Regions from separate parts of the Anas platyrhynchos genome. Here region 2 is linked to region 1. Evidence: chromatin contacts called from public Hi-C data. All regions are on one chromosome and are shown on one strand. Each heading gives the region's core, a stretch centred on a gene start, on an enhancer-like site or on the middle of the called end of the contact. The rest is flanking DNA. Distances are from core to core; before and after follow the strand shown. Region 1 holds the start of ARL6IP4 (ARF like GTPase 6 interacting protein 4). Region 2 holds the start of PITPNM2 (phosphatidylinositol transfer protein membrane associated 2).

Region 1 (7,462 bases), core at 1,561-4,060:
CACCTCCAACCACGAGCAGGAATTTAATTGTCTTCATTACGTGCCTACCGGGGAACTGACCTTAGCTCCACACCTCCCTAAGCCCCGCAGGCTGCCTTCTATTTTAAGACCGGACTTGTCATGCCCAATTCTCTTCAGCACGATGTTTGCTGCTCGCTGGGAGGATGCAGTTTATTAAAATCTGGGTCATTTCTAGTTGGCAGCTAAACGAACTTCAGGCTGATTGTCTGTAACCTCAAGCAAAACACGCTCCCTGCCCACTCAGCCCCAGGTGCTGAGGGCACATTTCAGCCCTGAAAGGCAGGAGCATGAAACAGGGAGGGTGTGGAAGCACCACCACCCCCCTCTGGTTTTTGCTTTTGCAGGGGCAGGGCCCCATTTAATGGGACACAGCTGAACCACTCCAGCCACAAGGATTAAATAAAAGGGAGCTCTGCCACCTGCAGCTCTCCACTGGGAGGCAGCCCAGTGCCACTTGTGTAGGAACCCAGCACAATGTCACCCTTGGGTGCCCAACGTGCCATCTGCAGGGCTGACAGGAGGGATCTGCAAGGCCTCAGCTCAGGCTTTTGCTGCTGAAGGGGATAAAGGGGACATGGCCCCATACAGCAGAACAGCCTCCTCCCCTCACCACCTGTACAGGGAGATCCTGCCTCCTTTCTGCCCCGAGGGCCCGTACCTGGTTCTCCCCGTTTCAGGGTCCACGACTCTCCGTATGACGCTCTGCCTCGCGTCCCATTCCTCCTTCGTCATTGGCTTCATAGCCTGGATGCGGGATTTCTGTTCATCTGTCAGGACTGGAAGGTGTCCATTAGTCAGAGCTGTGCTCGAGCGGCACCGCAGCGTGCCTGCAATGAGCAGTCAGGAACACAGCACCAGATCCCTGCAGTGCTTGTGGGTCAGTGACAAACCACACCAAAGAAGGGCTGCTGGATGGCCCCAAAGCTCTGCCAGGTTGGTACTGCTGTGTCCTTTAATTTGGTGTCTCTTTTTCCACCTTACAGCCACAATTAGAGCTAAAAACTCACCAATCTATGTATGTAGCTCCTTACTTCTACTTAGTGTTGCTCAAAGGCAACAGGAGGGAGGAGTCAGGGACTGCTCCGTGCACAGCTCTGCTACAACACTCGGCGTGGATCCCACAAAGGGGACGCGCAGGAGCTTTTCCCCACTGCAGTGTTCCCTGGCTAAGCAAGAGGGAAACGTGAACGTTACCTGGCCCGGAGTCCACCAGCGACTCCTTCTGCCACTGCTCCAGTGAGGGGCCAGGCACCACTTCTGCCTTGGTGCTCTCCTCCGTAGGTTTTTCTTTTGACTTCTTTTTGGATTTCTTTTTTATTTTCTTCTTCTTCTTTTTCTCTTTGTGTTTCGCTCGCTTCTTTTTGCTGTGTTGACTCTTCTTTGCTTTGGGCTCGCTGTCACTGGAGTCATCGGAAGAGGAGCTGGAAGAAGACGAAGACGAGGAGGAGCTGGAGGAGGAAGACGTCTCAGAGGACGATGTGCTTGCCTTCCTCTTCTTTTTGCTCTTTCCTTCCTTCTTCTTTTCTGCAATGCATAAGAAGAGGGTGAGCAGGGCAGCTGTGGCCCTGTAGCAGCAGGGATTCCCGTTGCTGGTGCCCTCCTCTCCCAGCACGAAGACAAAGCCCCAGGGCAAATCCCCTCGGTGCTGCCACCAAAACGGGCACAAAGCACACGCTGATGTGACAGGCAGGGATCCTTTTCTCCCACCCAAGCCCCCTTTGTCCACCTGCCCCAAGAAAACCCGTTAAAAACGTTGGGTCGCAGGCCTCTCCCTACCTTCCTTGGTGGCTGCTGAGCTCGACCCGTGCCTGTGAGGCCCCGAGGGCCGCCTCCCCGGGGAGCTGCTGCCGGGCTTCGAGTGCAGCTCCCTGCTGCTCTTCCTGCGCTTCTCCTTCCTCTGCTGCCTGCTCCGGCTCCTGCTCCGCGATCGCTTCCGCGGCTGGCTGCGGGCCATGGCGCCTCAGCCCTGCGGGGACAGCGCCCTTGGGATCCCCAAAATTACCCAAACCCAGCCGCAGCCAGGGCTGGGACCACCTCGTCCTTGGGCAGCCACCGGAGCTCTGGGGGACGGGGCTGCTCCGAGGGCCCCCAATTAATGAGGGGCACGAGGATCCCCAGCTAATTACCGCCCTGACGCCCCCCCGGGAGACAGCAGGGGCCGCCAGCAGCCTGCAGGGCGCGGCCCCTTTAAGAAGGGAGCGGCCCCTTTAAGAGCCGGGCCCCGGCAGCGTTGCCCCTTTAAGGCCCCTTTCACCCTCCCCCCGCCCCCCCCCCGGTGCCGCCGCCGCGCGCATGCGCCCTCCTCCCCTCCCGCGGCGCCCCCCGGCCTCACCGCGGGCCGGGGCCGCGCCGCCGCCGCCGCTGCTCCTCCGGCCCGGTCCCCCCCTCACTTCCGGTCCGCAGCGCTCGGCGCCGGCTGGCAACGGGACCGCGCGCTTTGGTTCCGGGGCTCGGCAGGGCCCATGGCTCCGAAGAGCTCCTGGAGCCCTCGAGGCACCCCCTCGGCCGCCGCAGGGGATCAGAGCTCCCGGTACTGCTCCCGGTGGGTTTTTCTGAGCCTGTTTTAGGTAAATTTCCAGTGGTGACAACCCCACGCCATTCCCAGCAGCCTGCTCTGAGCCGCTTTTATCTCGGTTTGGGGCAGATCTCTCACTGCTGCCCCGCAACCCAAAAGCTTTTCTCCTGGGAGAGGCCAGGACTGCCCGCCAATAGCAGAGAAGTGGCAAATTTCGGGTTTTATTGCACTGTTTCTGCGGGTTATGTGGTTTTATTGCACTGGTCTTTCCCATTTACAGAGCCTTGCAACCCTGCTGTTGGCACAGAGGCCTCCACAAAGGCCAAGCAGCTTCAGTTATTTTTCCCGTACCCCTGAAATATTCCCAGAGCCCTTGCGGTGACTCCACCTGAAGGCTTTCTACACCTTCCAAGCATCCCCCCACCACGCTGGGGGTGAGCCCTCACCTGGCTGAGTACCAGCAGGGGACGCAGGCGGCTTCCCCAGCCCGGCAGGACTGGTTCTGCATCCCCAGCAAGGTGCCAGTGACTTCTGACACAACTCACGCATCCACCAGAGTCTGTCAGAGCAGCCCGAAAGGGCAGAAAACAGCTTTAGGCAACTTGGTCCAGAGAAATGGTGCCCTAGCACCTGCTACCACAGCGAACAGAGATCCACAGTCTCGGGCACGTCGTCCTCAGCGCTTTCCGTGAAGCCGTCTCCGAACCCCTCTGCTTCGACCAGCTCGGGCTTCTGGTTGCACATGGGGCAGAGCCGGTTGCGGATGGCCGAGGCTCTCATCCAGACGATGAGGTTCCAGCGCTCCCCCGAGGCGATGGGGAGCGCCCCGTGGATCTGCCCTCCTCTGTGTAACAGCCCCTGGGTCCCCACGTGTTCGACCTCGATGTAGCTGGGCACGGGGCTGGGATCCTGGAACAAAGGGAGGTGGGTACAGCATTATACCAGAAAGTCCCTGAAGAACAGTGGCCAGCAAGTTAAAACTTTGATTTCTTCAACAAGCAACAGGGAAAGGATGAGCTGTACCTCAAACACAGCCACTGGTGGCTTGGCAGCACTTTGGTACAACTGCTTTCAGGTAAGGCATTTGCAGTGACAGGTCCAGAGGGAATTCAAAGACAGAGTTTCAGTCCAAAAAAAAGTTTCACCAGTGTATGGTGGTTTTTTTAACCCCTCTCCTGTGAAGAATCCCCTTCTTAGAGGGGGATTAGCCCTATTCTTAGAGAATAGGGGCTACAGAATTAGGTGCAAGTCTCATGTGAAGTAAATGACTTCTTTCCCTGTCACTCAGCACCTCCCTGCTCATCCTTTTCCTTAAGGGAAGATGGGTTGGTTTGTCTCACTCTGCCTTCTACTACCACAGCTCTCTCCTCTCTTTGAATTGGCTGCAGTTAGCTTGAGCAGGGAGATCTTGTTCCTTGCAGAAAAGGTTCCTGTATAACCACTACATTGAAAAAAAGGGGAAGGGACAGAGTGCTTTGGACTGTCAGAAGTGAACAACTGCTGTTTAGAACAGTCAATGCCTTGGAATTGGGATTAGAGGGGAACAGAAGCAGGCTCCAGGTAAGGAATGTGCCCAGTACCTGCCGGAAATCCCCGAAGTACAAGCCACCTTCTGTGAAGTCTTTCCCCAGCGAAACGTTTAAGGTGACCTCTGCGTTGTCATAGTGGGAGCTGAGATCCAGGTCTTCGTGCAGCGCGTACTTGACCACGAACGCCTTGTGGCTGTCCAGGCAGGCGCCCCCCAGGTCGGGGTAGAGCAGAGCCGTTATGGGCCGCAGGTATTTCTCCCGCAGGGGCGTGATGAAGTTTTCATCCATCCCTATCTCGTTGAGCAAGACCTGCCACAGAGAGAGGAGCTGGGAGCAGCTGACCGGCAGCTGGGTTCTCTGCTGCTTCATCAAGTACTAAGCTGCCTTGTTCTCTTCCAACACTGCTGCTTGCTCAGATAAAGAGCCAAAGAACAAAGATTCCAGCTACAGGGAGAGGAAAGAAGATCAGATGGAAAGTGGTGGTGAACAGAGTAAGATCAAAAGTTGAGTGTTCTTTAGAACCAGACGCCTTGATTTAGAGGCGTGTTGTTTAAAAGCAAGGCACTCTTTGCTCTGAGATACCAGCTCCCACACCCTGTCCCTGCCTTTCCCTGTCCTTTTGTCTCCAGACAAGTCACTCACATTCCCTCAGCCTTTAAGGAGGCTGTACCCAAACAAAGCTGTACTCAAATACAGACATTTTGGAATGGAAAGGATCCTGAAACAAGGTAAACAAAGTCTGCTCGTGAACGCTCCCCCTAAAGAAGCACGAGAGCTGCTGAGTCCTACCCCATAGTTATTCATACTGTTGGGCCTGCCCTTCGGCATGTCCGACTGCTCAAAGTTCTCCAGCTCCTCAACAAAGGCTCGGCAGAACTCCTCCGTGAACACTGGCAGCCGATAGATCCTCTTATCTGCCAAGAGAAGGGAGACAGCTGGGGAAATAACAGGCAGGGGTGTGCTTGGCTGTTGTGCTGCCGAGCTAGACTGTGCTCATGTTGGTGAGAACGCAGCACCCACACGCTTCGCGTCGTGCTCCAGCTGCTCAGAGGATTGGCACTGGTCTTGAGGATTGGCTCTGGGATGGATTTGTTATTTTGCACGCTGGGCCCTTGCTTCCAGGCTTCTCCAGCCAGTTACGAGCCCTGGCACCGATTTAAATGCCTGCTGTAGGTGCCACGGAAATGCTCTGAGAAGCTCTGGAGAGCAGAGCTCTGCACGCACATTTTTCTCTGTTTTGAGAAAAGGAGACAACTTTTCAGCTTTTCTCAGCATTTCTGGTACAAAGAGAGCTTCACGAATGCCACCAGGGAAGCTGAAAACCCAGATCTCTTTTAAAAAGGCTGAAAGCCAGACTGAGAATATTTCAGCTCAGACTAACCTAGGGGGATTGTCTGAAATGGGAAAGCACTGGGGAGGGAAAACCAAGCCCTCCTAGCAAGCAGGATTCCTTCAGCGGGCTCCCCTGTGAGGTTACAGTACAACCAAAACCCCAGCCCTGCTGCAGCGAGAGCCTCTGCTGAGACATCAGCAGGCTGGGACAGGAAAGGCAGAACACAGGATCTCATCCAGAGCACAACTGCTGCACAACACTGCCTCTCCAGAGACTCTCATCAGGCAGAAAATAACATCCTGCTCGTCTCGGCTGCATATCAAATCCGAGCTATTAAAGACAGGGCTCGAAAACAGCTGTCATCGCTGAGGCTCAGCGTCACGCGGGTGCTCTTTGTCGATGATGGGTTGTTTTGTTTTGTTTTTTACCTGAGAAGGACTCGGTGTAGCGCAGGAGGCCATCGAGATGAGCATCTGGTGAAGTGCAGTAGCTAACGATTTCTAAAAATTCCGGGGCCAGGAAAGAATCCTGGCATCCAGGGAAGGAAGACAAATACAAACAGACACACAATTAGCTTGCACTGTCTTTTACAGCCCCAGAGGGAAACGGGCTTCCACAAAGGCATAGAAACTTTATAGAGTCTAGGGAGCAAGGCTGATGGTGAGACTTGGGTTACTTTTGTGGCAGAAAACGATACTGGTGTTTTTAGTGGTTTAGTAAATTGTGTTTTCCTGTAGTCTGTGAGTATTTCTAAATATAACCGACCAGATTTATCCTTCACATGATGGGAAAGAGCCTGACTCACAGCGTGGACACCTAACGGATAAATGCAAAGTCATTCCTAAAGGATTTCACATCTTGTCCTGGCCTCAGCACAACAGAGCAACTCAGGGAGGGGTGCACACAGGCAGGCAGCCGGCTGCCAGCCTCCAGCTGAGAGCAACTCGGAACTTCTCTGTGAGTTATGGGCATAAAAGCCGATTGCTGTAGCTGTCCCTCAGCCTTCACTAACCCTGTGTGCCGCAGGGATGCTTCAGATCCAAATTACTGATGGTATTCTGAGCTGAGTACCGGGTGCTGGTGCAGCTTTAACAACGAACGACCCTCATCCGGCTACAAACCTGGCGGAATCCTGCCTGGAGAATGAGCCAGGCTGCCACAGCTCTAGAACTGCGCACAATCCCAATGACAAGAGGGCTCCCTACTGCAAAAACAAACCCTCAGCCAGCTCCTTGGGTTCAAAATAGATTTCAAACCCAGTGTCTACCTGAAGAACGTACACTTCGGGGTGTTTTCGTTTGTAACGGCTGGCGATGATGGCTTTGCGTTCTGCTGACTGATGGATTAGCTGCTTTCTTCTCTGCACTTCTGCCTCGATCTAGGAATAAACAGCATCTCGTTAGAAAATCCAAATGGATAACTAAAACAATTCAAAGAACCTGCTCATTGTTTCAAACCAATTATTTTTGTTCAGTGTACCTCTGGGAGACAGAGTACGTGCCTTGCTTTTCTGTAGTCAAGACAAAACCTATAAATATTTAAAAATTCAAATTCCTAAGAGAGATTTGAGACGCATTCTCACAGCGGATGGCTTAAAAAAAATAACTGAAGCCTTTCCATGGACATGTCACGTGGAGCTGCAAGTTTTCAACCCTTTCAGGCATTTCTGACACCTCGTGAGTCACCGGCCTACGCCTTGAGAGCCTGGCTTACATCCTGACAGCACAAGCGCTGTCCAAGATGAAGACATTTGCTAGGAAGGAGACCAGACTTGTCACGAAGGGATTACTGCTAAGCGCTGTCGGGACAGGCTGATCTGTCATCGCAGACCAAACAGCTGGAGCAGCAGCTGATTCGGGTAACTCTTCATCTTTAATAACCCGCCGTGAGATTAGTTATGGCACATTTTGGGAAAACGAGGAAGGAGGGGTGGAGTTGGAGCCGGCTGTTTGACAGCTCGCTGGCCTGGGGAGCCAGGGAATTGATCCGAGCAGGATCACGGAATTGTTAGGGTTGGAAATGAGATCTGAGATCAGCTGGCCCAAACATCACCACACCACCAGT
Region 2 (7,390 bases), core at 4,569-7,068, 140 kb before region 1:
TAATCCTCCAAAGCAGGCGAAAATGTTTCTTTGTACTTCTTTTATTGAGTTTATAAAATGTACTTTATCTCCCAACAGAAACATTTTTACCATAATTTCTTCCACATTGGTAACAGCTGTTTAAATAGAAAGCTGACATGTTACTCCATAAGGTTCAATTTCTAAAAATCCTCTATATCTTGTCTTATTACTGTAGATTGAGAAATACCATTCATACAGGATCTTATTTTTATGTATATGCGTGTGTGCACAAATGCAAAAGAAAAACAAAAATAATTAAATTGAGAAAGAAGGGCAATATGTTTCCCTATGCTTAACTCAGTTATGCAATGCATATCTTACTAGAGTCTATATTAAGATGTACACACTCAGTCAAACTAATAAAATTCCTATCTGTAATGCAATGTTTAGTAACAGAAAAAGTAAATATAATAAAGCCAGTTGTTTTAAGATTTTTTTTAAATGATTGATTGAACCAAATCTTTCTAATTTTCTAATTCTTGTCACAATGTTCTGCTTTTGTTTTTATTAATGTAATTATTGAGATGAGTGTTTTCATGACAGCTAGTCTACATGGTGATATTTAGAAATGTTGAGCACAATACATTAATCTGTTTGTTAACAAAAAAAATATGCTGTGTTATAAAGATTGCTTGAAAGATGACCCATCCAAATGTTTTGCATTCTTCTGGGAAGTTTGCTTAAGGCAAGCTAATGAGGCTTTGCTACTTCCTATCATTTTATGTACCTCCAAGATCACACTGCTGTTCTTGTTTTTTTTTTCTTTTCTTTTCTTTTCTTTTCTTTTCTTTTCTTTTCTTTTCTTTTCTTTTCTTTTCTTTTCTTTTCTTTTCTTTTCTTTTCTTTTCTTTTCTTTTCTTTTCTTTTCTTTTCTTTTCTTTTCTTTTCTTTTCTTTTCTTTTCTTTTCTTTTCTTTTCTTTTCTTTTCTTTTCTTTTCTTTTCTTTTCTTTTCTTTTTTTATCGTTTTCTTTTTCTATCCTATCTAATAACTTAATAGACAATTACAAAACAAATAAAAGCAACCTGTTTTGTTGATAGGAAGGCAGCATTCAGGTGTCCGACATAGCTCTTGTGCTGAATCTGTCAATCCTGGAGTGAAGAAGGCAACAGCATGGGATGAGAGGAGCGTAGCACAGAACTATGAGCCATTGCTGTCACCTTGTGAGGGAGACTTCAAGTATGCACCGAGGATGAAGACTCTGGCTGAAACAGAGAGGCTTTTTGATGAGCTGACTCAAGAAAAGCAACAGGCAAAGATGATTTTTTATTTTAAAATTGTGACTAAACATAGTTATTGTATGAGAGGTGAGGGGTATAGCTGTATTACCTACCCCATGCATGGCTGAAGTTCATGCATAATTTCCATCGTTAATGTGGGAACGTGCCATTATCATTCCCTGCTCTGCTTCTGACACTATAGTCCTTTACTGTTCCCAACTTTGTTAAAGGAGAGTAATTTTAACTTGAACACAGAGTGGATGGAAGGGTTGGAGTAAATTTACTTTCTTCTTTAATGGACAGTAGCTTAACTCAGCCTTTCAAACCAGGAAGGTTATTTTGGCAACTAAGAGTGTTCTCTTCAAAATGTTCCTTGAGTGTCTACTTCTACGATTAACTTTTATATTAGTTTGGTGTGGCATTGTGTTATGGTAACATAAGTTGTTGTTTAAGAACAACATTGGACATGTGTCTGTGGCTTATGTAGCTCACCTCTCTGTAAGATTAATTAGGAAGGCTTATATTGGCTCTTGAGGCTCTAATTTACATCTGAAATATTTTCTGTTATTAGATTGAGGCTGCATTGAGTCGAATTCCTTGTTCTGCTGGAAGAATGACTTTGCAAGCAAGATTAAATCAGGTGCAAAAACTTTTACCTACAACTGTTCTCTTCAGTTGCTCTTCCACAATTTGAGGACACATAGTTTAGATGAAAGTTCAAATTTTGAAATTGATATAAGTGCAATTACTGCAATTACTATGGGAATTTTACCTTTCCACTGAGAGTTGTTCCTGAATATGGCTGAATTGCAAATCTGTTTAAAACGTCTCTAGCCTTTGAAGCATTAAAAGATAATGGGGAATTTACCTCAATTTAATCATAAATTCACTCTGAATTATCTTGTAAAAGGTATAAGTTAGTGTGATTTATGACAATAATTCAAAAAATAGTAGTTATATGTTTATGTATTTTTATTGGTGTGACTCCGAATGCCAAAGCCAAAAAAAAAAAAAGTAATGGGAGCAGGAGGAAAAAAAAGTCAACAACCCACAAATACACACACACACACATTAAAAAATAATATGAGAAATCTATAGGTCTGGCTCTAGTTTTTAGATGCTAACAGAATATGATAGCAAAATATCAGAAAGGATACTAAAAATACTACTAGATACTAAAGGAATAACAGTAGCATGTTAATTTTAGAAGGATCACTGGATTTTGTTGTATGTTATTAAATCCTTTTTTTTCCCCCTTTCTTTTTCTTTAACTGCTAGGAAGCCCTGGAAGATCGCTTGGAAAGGATTAACAGGGATTTGGGATCAATACGCATGACTCTGAAAAGATTTCATGTTTTACGTACCTCTGCAAATCTTTGACAATTCACTCTTGAATTCAAATAAGCTTTTTTTTGCACTAATATGTAATTATGCACTCAGTAAATGCAGAATTGTTTTGTATTTTTATAAACCCTAAATAGTAGTTTTACAACTATGTTACCCTTTACACACAGCAATATTTTGTACTTCAAACAGCCACCTATATTTTAAACATATTTTTGTTACTGTTGAGAAATTGATGTTTATCCTGTATTGTAATATTTTTAGAAATATTAATTATTTTTAAATAATGATATTCAATGTATAATAAGAAGAAACTAAAAGGCAGCTTGTTTTTGGAAAATGACCGTGTTATCTTTTTTGCACTTCATTTTCCTCACCATTTTATAAATATCTATGCTACGTTGTAAATATAGCTAATAGTAAATTTTGAATTTTCATACAAAAGGCAACATGAATTACCAGTGTTATAACTGCTGCTATATGGTAAATCCTTTTCTTTTAAGTCTTACAACTTGGATATTTTTCATTGTGACAAACAACTGTGAGGAATACTTACATTATGGCTGGCTGACTGCAAATTGGTATATGTTTTGCTGGTTTGGCCGCCTCTGGCTACCTTTGTAAAATACTGCTCTAAATTATTTGGTGTCTCCCAACAGTTCAGGGAGTAATTCTTTGATATCATGAGGACCAGAATTCGTGAGACTGACAGTGGCCAGCTTGCCTCCCACCAAGCAGCTCAACTCCAGCCGACACCGCAGGACGTGTAACTACCCAACTGCAGCTCCTGTTTTAAAATGCTAGTTTGGGGTTTTGTGCCATGCCAGTGTTCTGACCGCAGTTATAAGCACGCATTTCCAAATGAAATCCAAGCTATTTTTGTGACCATACATGCATTTTTCTTGGTGAAAAATATGTATTTGCTAGCTGGCATGTTGTTGAATTACTGTTCAACATTGATATTTTAGTTTGCATTTTAATATTAAATAAATGTTTAATTAGATTCTTTCCTCTAGCCCAAGAACAATAATAGGTTCTGGGATATTACATCAGCGATAATGTAGGTTTTAATCATATTGTGTGTTTCAAATTCTGTCCTTGTTCAAGATGTTTAGCCACCAATTATGTGATTATTTTGCAGTGGAAAGGCCAGAATAGCTGTCATAAAGGAAGCTTGTGAAGGTCTGTTTCTAAAATTAGAGCGCTTTTGTTTTAAGATATTTAATGAAGAACTGTCCTACCCATGCACAGTCTTTTTATTTTTTTTATATAAAGTGTTTTTTGCCTCCACTTCTGCCATGTGGGTTGCTTTTAATATAAGATGAGAATTGGTGAGAAGTCAAGGATGCTAATTACTCATTTTCCCTTTTACTCTAAAATGTTGAAATTGGGCCTGAATGCTTGGAGATGACTTGCTTGCATATACTTCCTGGCTACACCAATAGACTCAGAATTTTCATGGTATTTCATATTCTTAATTAACATTTTCCCTCAAAAGAGGGGTTGAGGGGGAAAAAAAAAAAAAAAAAAAAAAGAACATTGACTTCCCAGTGCAACTCCAGTATTTAGCTGAACAAGTTATTTTTTCCATCATCTTAAATTATTAACAGGCAGAATTTAGAAGTATCCTTCAAAAGTAGCATTTTTCACAAGGAACCCATCACTAGAAAACTTACTGTGGGTCCATTAATGGTCTTGTTCTTTCATCAGCAAAAACAAACAGAACTTTCCTGACAAGCATTTGAAACAAGCAGGTAAATCGGTTCAGCTCTTTCCGTGCCTTTCCTTATAACCTCCCTTTACTTTCACTCCATTCTCTCCAGTGCTATTCATATTCATGTACTTTTTTATTACATCCAGAAAACTGAAGTGTGAGTCAGAATTTATTTTTTAATCAAAAGTCCTCCTCCATCTGTTGGAGCTCTTTAGGCTATTTCTGTTCTATTATAACACTGAAGGGAAAAAATAATATCTAAGTGTTGCTCTTCGTAAACTTCTAGGACAACCTTTTCAAATAAATGTCTGGCTTAGGGTGACCTGTTTCAGTATGGTGCCTTCAGCCTGATTCTTCAGAGGGGCAGAGAATCTGCAGTTCCAGATTAAATCAGTGGGAGGCCTGAATGCTTAGTGCTTCTGAAAATCAGACCTGAAGCATCACAAAGAAAAAAAAAAAAAGTAAAAAAAAAAAAAAAAAAAAAAGTGGGGCACGTTTGGAAAATGACTGCACTTGCTGTGCACTCTTCTGGATAATGTCTTTTTAAATTTTTAAATTTCAAGAGCTTTCAAAATTCTTTGCCTGAACACAACCGTATTGTCTCTTTCCATACCTGGGGACAATTAAGGCCTAGAGAAGCAGAAACTTAGGCTTCTTCTGAGCAGGACTTTGTCTTCCTCTTGCATTCTTCCATCTGGCACCTCTCAGCTCTGTAGATGTTCATCACCTTTTTGACCCTACTAGGTTTTGCTCAGATCTTCAGCTTTTCTCAGACTGACCTTGCAAGCCCCTCCCATGCATAGTTTCTCTGCGATGAGTGTTGCAGGAATAGTAACGTTTATTGAGATTTAACTCTTGGAAAAGTCTCTTATTTGTCCCCTTCTATAGAAAACATTTATTAAAAAAAAAAAAAAAGTCTCTGTACCATTGATAACTTTAGTTACGATCTGCCTTCCACTGGGAACTTTATCTCTTAGTAAATAAAAAATTGATTAGAATTTACAGTGGCAATGCAGGTAGTCCTTACAAAAGAGAGTAAAGCCAATATGTTGGGCATCCAGGAGCACGGGTACCCTCCAGGGATGGGACCCGAGATGGAGCAGCCCTGGGAGCAGGTCCTGGTGAGATGTGTGCAAGTCCTCGAGGCTGAGCCCAAAGCACGAAGCTGACGGCAGCTGAGGCTGATGAGTTCGGAATTACCCAGTGCTGACCAACAGACTGGTTACTGATAATACCTTACACCTGCAGCAGGGAGAAGCGATGCACCCTTAAAAAAATCAGACGGGTGACAACACCTTCAAAGTTAAACCACCCCCTTTTTGCTGCCGTTTACTCCGAGATTTCCGAACGCGAGACATTGTCAAAACCGTGATTTTTCCCTCCGGCTTTTGAAGGGCCCGATACCCCAGGTGTAACCCCCAGCCCTAAGGGCCGCGTTCCTTGGTGTCCCCCCCCCTCCCTCCCAGCCCCGGCGGCTCGGGGCTCCCCGCGGCCAGCAGGCGGCGCCTCCCCCCCAGCCGCCCGCCGTGCGGGAGCTCCGGCCCGCCGAAGGAAGTGGCGGCTCCCCGCGGCGGGTGGGCACGGCTGGGGCTGGGGAGAAGAAGAAGCAAACCGTGCGGCAGGAGCAAGGGTGCAGGGGCTGGGGGGGGGGTGCTGAGGCTTTTCGCCTTTTTTCCCCGCCCCGCAGCACCGAGCCCGCCCGCCTCTCTTCCCCCCCTCGCCAGCTCCACGGCGGGTGAGGGAACGAGCAGAGCCGAGCCAGAAGCCGCCGCCGCCGCTGCTGCTGCTTGCTCCCGGCCCACCCTCGCCGTGTGTGTGTGGGGGGGGATTATGCCAGCGGAGCTCCGGCATGTCGGCACGCAGAGACCCGTAGGCAGCCGCCGAGCCGCAGCGAGAACCGCGGCCGGGAGCAGCCGGTGCGTGAGGGACCGGGGTGGGGGCACCGGCACCTGGCGGGCAGCGGGGCCGTGCCTCGCTGCGGGAGGGGGGGTGCTGGAAGAGAAGGGAGGGTGAGGAGGGAAAGGCCGGGCCCCAAGGGGGTGGCTGCAGCCTCTTCCCCCCCTCCACCAGGGGCTGGGGTGGCTGGGTTGGGTTCGGCTCCTCCCCGGGGCCTCGGTGGGGCTGAGGCGGCCGGTGGAGGAACGGCCCCTGCGGGCCGCGGGGTGCCCGGCCGGGGGCTCCCGGGGGTGCCGCGGGGTCTTGGGGCCGGGGATGGGCAGGGATGGGCCGCCTCGGTCGCCTCCTGCGGTCAGCGGGATGCTTGGGTGGGGAAAGTTTCCCCAATATTGGGATAAAGGAGAGGGGAGGGATGCGCCTGGCGCTGCAGCCATAGCAGCGCCGTGCCTCGGCTGTGGGTTGTTTCACGTGAAATTGATAAGCGAGCGTAACCTTGCTTGGACGCGGTCTCTGGCACATCAGGGCGGTTGGGTTGTGCCCCAGCCTTCCCCTCAGTGCTGGAGCCTCCCTTCTCCTCAGCCCCCAGCCACCATCCCCCTGCCACGTTCAGCTGAGGGGCACCCTCAGCGCTGTGTCAGGGCAGCCCTCGAGCACGCCAGGCACGAGGCCATAGCACGCCCGGTGAGGTGCTTCGCTCCGGCCATGGCCCTCCTCATCCTGGCTTCCCAATTAGCACTTCCCCAGGGATTGAATTTACCTGAATTTAGTTACCAGGTATCGTGGAGTAGGGGCAGGGTGGTGGCAGCCCCACAACCTCCCAGTTTTGTGATGAGGAGAGGGTGAAGGCGCTGCCCATGCCGGCCTCTGCTTGTGGGGTCTGCCTCAGGAGAGCAGGGGCCAGACCTGCAGCAGCCTTGCAGGAGGAACACCTTTGAGGTAGAGCCCGCAAAAATCCTCATGGGTTTTTGGGCCTTAGAGACCCCTGATGGTCAGTGAACTGCTGGGGACATCGGGCAGGCTCCTGAGGCAGTGTCTGCACCAGAGAGGGTGGGAGGGAGAGGTTTTCCCCTCAGAACAAGCAGCGGTGCTGTTCTGTAGCCAGATGATGGGCTGCAAGAAGGGAGCTCTCTGCTGGGAGGCTGCTGGGCCTGGTGGTCCCTTGGTGCCTCTCCACCTGATAAAAAGGGCTCAACCTG

The links. A called contact is a pair of places that touch in the nucleus more often than the background predicts.
Region 2: a Hi-C map of liver shows a contact between it and region 1, with 3 times the contacts expected there. The contact joins the promoter of PITPNM2 here to the promoter of ARL6IP4 in region 1. A contact is called at or near these places in 3 of 8 Hi-C or Micro-C datasets (liver, skeletal muscle and subcutaneous adipose tissue).

The regions. Positions count from the first base shown.
Region 1 is chr16:3,244,941-3,252,402 of IASCAAS_PekinDuck_T2T, reverse strand. ARL6IP4 (ARF like GTPase 6 interacting protein 4) reads right to left here and starts at 2,810. Exons shown (of 6, transcript XR_011803767.1): 1 at 2,354-2,810; 2 at 1,216-1,545; 3 at 680-797. OGFOD2 (2-oxoglutarate and iron dependent oxygenase domain containing 2) reads right to left here. Exons shown (of 6, transcript XM_027469741.3): 2 at 6,666-6,776; 3 at 5,827-5,926; 4 at 4,855-4,979; 5 at 4,117-4,374; 6 at 2,744-3,445. The coding sequence ends at 3,170.
Region 2 is chr16:3,386,803-3,394,192 of IASCAAS_PekinDuck_T2T, reverse strand. It overlaps PITPNM2 (phosphatidylinositol transfer protein membrane associated 2), which reads left to right and starts at 5,818. Exons shown (of 26, transcript XM_072024363.1): 1 at 5,818-6,214. MPHOSPH9 (M-phase phosphoprotein 9) reads left to right here. Exons shown (of 24, transcript XM_027469738.3): 22 at 1,061-1,272; 23 at 1,812-1,880; 24 at 2,519-3,874. The coding sequence ends at 2,620.